Linked DNA regions of Mus musculus: region 2 is linked to region 1. Evidence: chromatin contacts called from public promoter capture Hi-C data. All regions are on one chromosome and are shown on one strand. The core of a region is the stretch at or near the end of the contact, and the rest is flanking DNA. Distances in the headings are between cores, read along the strand shown. Region 1 overlaps Scn8a (sodium channel, voltage-gated, type VIII, alpha). Region 2 overlaps Acvrl1 (activin A receptor, type II-like 1).

Evidence for each region. Capture Hi-C pulls out chosen DNA fragments and counts their contacts.
Region 2: a contact with region 1 is called in a promoter capture Hi-C map of pancreatic islet. The contact joins two enhancer-like sites. A contact is called at or near these places in 1 of 39 promoter capture datasets (the C10 cell line), 2 of 484 Hi-C or Micro-C datasets (the HPC-7 cell line and the N1E-115 cell line) and 3 of 9 other capture datasets (adipose tissue, liver and pancreatic islet).

What each region holds. Positions count from the first base shown.
Region 1 is chr15:101,005,122-101,009,105 of GRCm38.p6, reverse strand. It overlaps Scn8a (sodium channel, voltage-gated, type VIII, alpha), which reads right to left. Exons shown (of 26, transcript NM_011323.3): 13 at 815-1,053. Among named protein-coding and RNA genes, the nearest start is that of Fignl2, 47 kb to the left of the region's middle. Within about 2 kb of position 2,230, at least 119 of the 459 cell types and tissues checked have an H3K27ac peak or open chromatin away from gene starts, as enhancers often do. A contact at or near this core is called in the N1E-115 cell line and pancreatic islet, where this site is marked.
Region 2 is chr15:101,139,960-101,144,210 of GRCm38.p6, reverse strand. Acvrl1 (activin A receptor, type II-like 1) reads right to left here. Exons shown (of 11, transcript NM_001277257.1): 10 at 3,014-3,144; 11 at 1-868. The coding sequence ends at 734. Among named protein-coding and RNA genes, the nearest start is that of Acvrl1, 14 kb to the right of the region's middle. Within about 2 kb of position 2,795, at least 125 of the 459 cell types and tissues checked have an H3K27ac peak or open chromatin away from gene starts, as enhancers often do. A contact at or near this core is called in the N1E-115 cell line and pancreatic islet, where this site is marked.

The DNA of each region.
Region 1 (3,984 bases), core at 981-3,480:
TCAGTCTTGGAAGTATGAAGGACTTTCCATATGAAGGGCAGTGGTCGGGATGCCAACAGGCTGGTGGTAGGTACCATACGTGTGCTGAAGCACCCAGCGTCGGGTACTGGAGCTCAAGCCTGGGTCCCAACCATTAGAAACCAACAATTTCTCATCTTTATACTAAATAGAAGGAATACATAACCCAAAGTCATGACTTCTTGATGTTTTAAAACTTCATACTTTTATCTTGTAAATAATATAATTAGATATATGACTTAACGTTACAAGAAACTTGGCAGGGATCAGCTAATAGCAGAAACTGGAAGATGGCCCAGAAGTTGGATCGGAGGGGAAAGCAGTTTGGAATCGAATGTTCCTCATAAATAACAGCATATGGGAGGTAAGATCCCACAGTACAGGCAGGGTATCAGGGAACCCCTTCTTTTAGGGGGCTGTTACCTAAGGTGGCAGGGAAAGAGGGGTTCTGAGCAGCACGGGGATGAACACGAGAAACAGATGAGGGGGTTCTCCAAAACCAACTCGGAAATCCTGGTGCGGGTGCTGAACCGACCCACTGTCCTCTCTCCCACTCTGCCACTGTAGCTGGCTTCCTGCCAACAGCTCTACGAGGCGACTTCAGAGTTCTGCAGAGAAGATGCAGCTGAAGGTGCGCTGCTGCTGGCAGAAGCATGGGCACCAGGGCATATGGATGCCCTCGTCTCCAATTAACCATCACCTCCTTGTTAACTAAATTCCAGCTTCCCACCCCAGGGAAAGTCCCACAGCGAAACCACATTCAAGTCATTCTCTCAGAGACCCTGCTCCGTCTTACCAGGTTCCCTACGGCCAGGACATGTTCGAATTGTGGCGTCATGGGATGGTGCTCCATTGCCATAAATAGTGTGTTCAGGACAATGCAGATGGTTATGGCTAAGTCTACGAAAGGGTCCATGACGATCAGGTTCACAATCTCCTTCAGTTTTATCCAGTAGGGGTGACACTCCCAGATGAGGAAAGTATTGGCAAACTTATACCAGCATGGTGGGCACTTTCTCTGAGACTCTTCCAGCTCTGGAGAGAGCAAAGAACAAAGAGAGCCCTCACTATGGAGCAATGGTTCTCAACCTGTGGGTCGTGACTCCCTGGGGGGAGATGTGAACGATCCTCCTACAGGGGTCACCTAAGACCAGCGGAAAACACAGGCATTTACATTACGATTCATAACAGTAGCAAAATTACCGTTACGAAGTAACAATAAAAATAATTTTATGGTTGGGGGGGTCACCACAACATGAGGAACTGTATTAAAGGGAAGGAAGGGTGAGAGCCACTGGCACAGAGAGAAAACAGGATACAGAGTATCTTCCTCTGGACAGGTGGTTGTCTTTATTAAATCTGTGAGTAAAGGGTGCTTGTCCGCTGACCCTTCTCAGGTTTCCTTCACGTTAAGATAAAAGGGAAAGTCCCTTCTCTCTAATACCAGACCAGATACTCGCTATTAATTGTAGGACCATGAAGAAGGTTAAGCCACTTTTTGGTGGGCAGCGGTAAGAATGAAACAAACTGGGTGCTGGGAGAGACAGCTCAGTCAGTAAAATGCTTACTGTGCAAGCACTGGGCCCCGAGTTAAGATCCCCACCACCCACATAAAAGCTGAGCACAGCGGTGCATGTCTGTGGGCAGATCCCTCGGAGCTTGCTGGTAGCCAGCCTAGCCTCCTTACCACAGATGTGTATCTGCACACACATGCACAGACCTACACTAATACATACACAAGCATACGCATACACACATGGAATTAAACAAGCTAAAATATCCACCAGGTGCCTCGGCCCTTAGCAGAAAGTGGGAGCTGTGGACAGTGTGTCTGGCAGAAATGCCCTCTCCATTAGCAGGAAAGGGATGGACCGACACCACGCACATGTCTGCTGCTTCCAGAGCACAGGGTAGTGTCCTACCTTCAGTGAGGCTGCAGCCAGAGCTGAGGTAGCTACCCAGGGTGCATCCTCTCCTTTCTCTCTCTTCCTACCTCCATCTCTCTCCCCTTTCCTACTCTCGTGCTTCCTTCTCTTCCTGTAGCATCTCTCTCCACCCCTCCATACTTCCTTTCTGTTTCTCTTCCTTTACTTCGTCTTAGTCCTATCTCTCTTAAGAGAAAGACCTAGCTTTTCAACCGCCTCACGTGGCCCCTACATACAGGTCAGCCGGGAACTGCTCTGGCTGACTGTGAGGGGAGGAGCTTACAGCCCGGTCCAAGACACGCCCTCCTTCCCAGGCTCCCTCCCTAGAGCCACGCAGGTCCGTCCCCAGAACTGTGGGACTCTCAGCACGGAACAGACACTGAATAAAGGGTCTCTCTGATTATGTAGGAAGCCAAAATAAAAAGAATGATTAGATAGCTAAGGCAGAGAGCTGCTTAGCTTGTGGCCACTCCAACCTCCGTGTGTTGATCGCTCGGACTGCAAGACCCTCCTCAAGTTACAGGAAATGAAACAGTTCCTCATCTAGTGAAGATGTTCTTCAAGAACCTGAACTTGCTCTCTTGTTCCTTCTCTTGGTCTCTTGGCTTCTTGCTCCCTCTCTGTCCCCTTGCTCCTTCCCCATTCCCCGCCCCCCCCCCCCCCATGCTCATGGCCAGCCTCTATTCTTCTACTTCTCTACTCTCTCTCTGCCTTTATTTGCCTTTATTACCCTCTTAACTCCCCTCCCTATGATAAACTCTCTCTCTCTCTCTCTCTATATATATATATATAGAGAGAGAGAGAGATATATATCACAGGTTCACAGGACTTCAACCCCAGTGACACCAATAAAATAAAAATGAAATCCTCCCCAAAGCTGGGCACGCCTATAAACCGAACATACAGGAGACTAATTATTAATTTGAGGCCAGCCTGGGCTAAATGACTGCACTAGTTTGGATTGCATAATAAGCCCTGATTTCTATAAAAGCAAACCCCACCATCAATCAAGTAAGCAAACAAATAAAAACAAAATACACAAAAATTTCCAATGCTTCCTCTAGAAGGGGGTGTCAACCGGCTTGCTTCCCCTTCTCCAGCCAGCTGGTGTGGCCCATGGCAATGACTTTATTTTAGGGAGGGGTGGTTTGGTTGGGTATCAGACTGGCTCCCTGGTTGCTAAGAAAATGGTTGCCTTGGTTTTCAGACTGAAGGGCCCCAGTGAGAGCCACGTGGGAGTCTGCGTGGGAAAAGAAGTCTGTGAAGAGAATTTGCCTCAGCCTCCTTCCCGCAGAACTCCCCCCTTTCCCAAGGTAAATTTAGTTTTCATCCCTGAAAAAGAAAAACGAAAAGGTTCTCTGATTTCCATAAATTCTTACAGTGCATATTTGGAAATTCGGTTCCGTTCCTTTTTTATCTCCTCCCTTCTCGCAATGTCTGCAGCTTAGTGGTTCTGCTGGGGAAGGTGAAGCCCTGACTGTTCACATCTGAGAGATGACATGACTGCCGCACCTTACGTACGCTGCACTTGTCTCCATGTCTTAGCAGACAGTAAAGGGGTTCTCTACCTTTGGGCCACCTAGAGGATCCCTACAGGCTGTTTCCGGTCCCTAGCTACATCGGTGAGCTGAGGAAAGCCCCAGTGGGTCAGTGCCATAGAGAGCACAGTGAGGGTGGGAGGTGAAGGTCCTTGTCTCAGTGGGTCCTTGTCTCAGTGGATACTTGGTTTCATGGATCCTTGGCTCAATGAAGGCTTGTTAGTTTCTTTGTATCAGTTTTTTTGGAGATGGGGATCTCATTATGTTATCTCATGGGTACATTGGATCTTCCCGCCTCAGATTCCCTAGTGACAGGAACAGCAGATATACATTGTATCTGATGTTTTTACGGGTTCTCTGCTGTTACCGGCCAGCCCCACAGGCCTCCGTGGCAAAGTGTTCCAGGAATGAGCTGAGATAAGGGGGTGAGTGTCTGGAGTTTGTGGTCTTTCTCCTGCCTTTCTTCTGGGCATTTTTGAAGGGTTGCCCTATGAGTCAGTCCC
Region 2 (4,251 bases), core at 1,546-4,045, 130 kb before region 1:
AGCTTCAAAGAAAATCAGGCTCTGAGACACCTCAGAGGACATTGAGGCAAAACCTAAGATGGTAAGATGGTGAAGACCTCTCCTATCGAACGGAGCAATGCTGGGTCGATCGCTTCCACCATGATTGACCTTCTCCTCAGAGAGCCCTTGGATTTTGATGACCTAGTGAGTCAGCTGAGATGGTAAGGGGACAGAGGGTGGAAGAGTCAGGTACCGCCTGTCCCAAGAGACTAGCCAGGGGCTCTAATCAGGACAACTAAAAGGCATCATAGAAGCAATAAACACCCACAGAGAGACACTGAGGCTGCTGAGTATCCCTGGCTGAGCCCCGGCAGGTGGAATGTCTGCTGAAGCTGGACAGGGCCCTGTGCCATCCTGGCAGCTCTGACAGTTCAGTAAGGTTGACCAAGGGTAGGGAAGAGTGAAAGCCCAGGATCCGGGCCCGGGATTCCCTGGCTTGGCCACCCTGCCCTGGGAGTGGTAGTGGGTGTACCCTGCTGGCCTTGGGGATGGGGAACCCAGCCAGGCGTCAGAGAGCCGGCCACTTTGAGCAGCCCAGACGGAGGCAGATCGAATTTCAGCTCAGCTGTATTTTTGGCTGGATGGGCTGGGAGCCAAGCTGAGCAGGCACACACAGGGCAGCGTGCACACTCTCTTCACTCCCTCTACCCAGACAGGCTATGTCTTCTGCCCCAGCACACACTTTAGGCAGAGGAAGCCTGGTGGCCCTGGGCTAGTGAATCACTTTGGGCTTCTCTGGATTGTGACTGAGCTTCTGCAATGTCTTCTTTATGCGCAGTGCGGTGAGGCGAGCAGAGGGGTTGGGGTACCAGCACTCTCTCATCATCTGGGCCAGCCCGGAGAGGACCTGGGGGGTTGGGAGAGGAGCAGAGAGGAAAAAGAGGTACATGGGTCAGGAAGATGGAAAGGAGGCCCGGAAATGGCTCAGGATCGGGAGACATAGCAGGAGAAGGGACAGGGAGAGCATGTATTGGACAGGAGGCAAGAGAAGAGAATGGAGCCAGGTGGTGGTGCACACCTTTAATCCCAGCACTTAAGAGGCAAAGTCAGGAGGATCTTTGAGTTCCAGGCCAGCCAGGACTAGAGTGAGAGACAGGATAGCTAGGGTGAGATAGATCCTGTCTTGAAAAACCAAGGGGGGGGTAGAGGGAGGGGGAGGGGAGGAGCTGAGAATGAGGGAGGGAGAAGTGGAAGAAGGTGGCAAAACAAGCAGGAGAGAGCATAGGAGGGTGTGGAGGTCTTTGAGAGCCGCGCAGTGCACGGCCTCTGGTGAGCACCTGTCCCCCACCCCGCCCCCATGGCAGGATCCGCTGTGAAGGGTTTTCCTGCAAGTCTGTGTTGCACCTCTTGCAGCCTGAGACCTAGTGCACAGAGTACCGACTCCCTGCCCCTCCACCAGCCATGACTGAGAGTGAGGCAACGGCGGGCATTGCCCCAAAAGTGCCTGTTTCCCAGAAGGAGCCCATCCTGGGAAGCATAGTGGCCCCTGAACATGGCAGCCTGCCTCCTCTGGTTCCTAAGAGTGAGTATACATCTGTGCGCTGGAAGGTAGCTATGCGGTCTCTTACGTATACACATATACGTTTATTATCTTTTAGTACAAATATGAGTCTTAGTGTAGGCCGGGCACCAAGGTAGCTGGTAGGAATATTAGAATGAGAAGAAGGAGGTGCTTCTTAGAAAAAAGGAGGGGCTGAGCGGGAGAAGGAGGGGCTGAGCAGGAGAAGGAGGGGCTGAGTGGGAGGGGAAAGGATGAGAGACATAATGAGGGGCATATGGTCAAAAATACATTATGTTTGTATAAAATCGAAAGAAGAAATAATTTGTTGTTTGTTTACTTGCTTTTGTTTGTTTGGGGTGTTGAGGCAGGGTTTCTCTGTGTAGCTCTGGCTGACCTAGCACTCACTCTATAGACCAGGCTGGCTTTGAACTCAGAGATCCACCTGCCTCTGCCTCCCATTGCTAGGATTAAAAGCGTGTACCAACATGCCTGGCGAAGAAATAATTTCTTTTAAAAAAAAGGAGTGAGCTGGACAAGGTGTGAAAACCTTTAATCCTAGTTCTCAGGAGGCAGAGGCAGATAGGTGGATCTCCTTGAATTTGAAGTCAGCCTGGTCTACATAGCAAGTTCCAGGCCAGCCAGCACTGCCATAGTAAGTAAGACTCCTGTCCCCAAAACAAAAACAAACTAAACAAAACAAAAAAAGAGCTAAAAACACAGGTTCACAGGTTTTGTCTTCTTGGTGTCATGAGTCTGCTTACTTGTGTATACATGTCTGAGACTGAGTATGTGTGCATGTGTGTGTGTATACATATACACACATATATGTGTGTATTTATTTATTTTTATTTTTTATTTTTCGAGACAGGGTTTCTCTGTATAGCCCTGGCTGTCCTGGAACTCATTTTGTAGACCAGGCTGGCCTCGAACTCAGAAATCCACCTGCCTCTGCCTCCCGAGTGCTGGGATTAAAGGTGTGTGCCACCACGCCCGGCTTATGTATTTCTTTCAGTGTAGAATGTCTTGAGAAAAAAAAATCCAAATCATCATCAACAATAACAACAATAACAAATGGAGAGAAGAAAGCAGCTGAGGTGAAAGTTTCTAAAATCATATAGACTGGAAGGACGGTCCAAGAAGGATGAAGAATTCGCAAGTCAGGTGTGTGGCAGGGAATACTCAGAACAACCCACGATCTACCCAAGAATCAGAGGTTGTAGAGCCAAGAACTCAGAAATTCCAGCTGAGAATCAATCTCCACCCATGCCAGCCCAGCTCCGCCCCAGCCCCAGCCCCGCCCCAGCCTCAGCCCCAGCCCTGCCTCAGCCCCAGCCCAGCTCCGCCCCAGCCCCAGCCCCGCCCCAGCCCCAGCCCCGCCCCAGCCTCAGCCCCAGCCCCAGCCCCGCCTCAGCCCCAGCCCAGCTCCGCCCCAGCCCCAGCCCCAGCCCCGCTCCAGCCCCGCCCCAGCACAAGCCCAAGCAGAGACCTTACCGGATCTGCAGCCAGCCGGTTAGGGATGGTGGGTGTCTGCTGGTCAACGCACACCACCTTTTTCATGTCCTCAAAACTGGGGTCATTGGGTACCATGTCATAGAAAGGTGGCCTGTAATCCTCCACAATGCCTGGGGATTCAAGGGATGTGGGACAATCACTTGGGACTTAAGGAGTCCAAAGAGCACCCAGAGGATGACTGCCTGGAGCTAGCTGCTTGACTATATTGCTCCTGAGAGGGATCCTGTCCTATAACATAGCAACTGTACGTATAGCTCAGAACTATTGCTGTGTTTCACACTTCCCCAGTGCGTGATAAGCACATTCCAGGCTTTCCTGTCCATCCTCCTGGTATCTCTGTGTGGTACCACCCGAGTCACAAATGAAGCACGGGATTCATGTTGCCTAACCAGTCACGGCAGAGTCAGGACTTGAAACCCATCTTTTGGCTTTCCAGGCTGGATTTTATTTCCATCTTGTTCAGCTGTCTTCCATCCTGGGCCTGGGTACTACTCCCTGACTGATGCCAGATTATACTAACAGCTTGTGTTACAGAGCACTTCCTATGTGCCAGTCGGGGTCCTTAGTGCTAAATGGGAAAGCCTCACAGTGGCCTGTGGGGATTGTAACATTGTAGCCTCAAGTCATGAACAGTAGGCCCAAAAGCTCAGAAAGTTTGTCTTTAACGATCAACAAGTAGCAAATGACAGAGCTGGGACTTAAGGCAGAAATCCAACACCACATTGCATGATTCTGCTCTCTCGGCTGCATTTCTGGTAGGTAGGACTAGATAAGGCTCATAATCGGGACAACAAAGGACAGAAATACACCTCTCCTGGAAGCAAATGATTTACTCCCTGGTCCAAATAAGATGAGTTTACCATCAGGGAAGGCTCACGTCTCTGCAGATCCCACAACCAACTGCGTCCCCACCCCATGTCAAGTTATCCTGAGCCTTTTCTGAAAGGTGTGCTTGTGGTGTCAGAGGCAGCCCCACGTCTCTTCCTGCTTCCCAACCCCAGGCTGCGGCTGTGACTGTGTAGGCCACAACCTTAGTGAACCCTTCAGCAGCTGTTCTCCCCGTGGCGGGCTTCCAGGCTGCCCCTGTGCCGCCAGCGCCCTAATCAGCGATTTGCAGAGGCCCGAGCGTGTCTAATGAGCCTTTAATCAGTGCCGGGGCTGACACCAGATTACAGTGTTTATAATGCGCTAGGAGTCTGTGTGAGGCTGACAGAGCT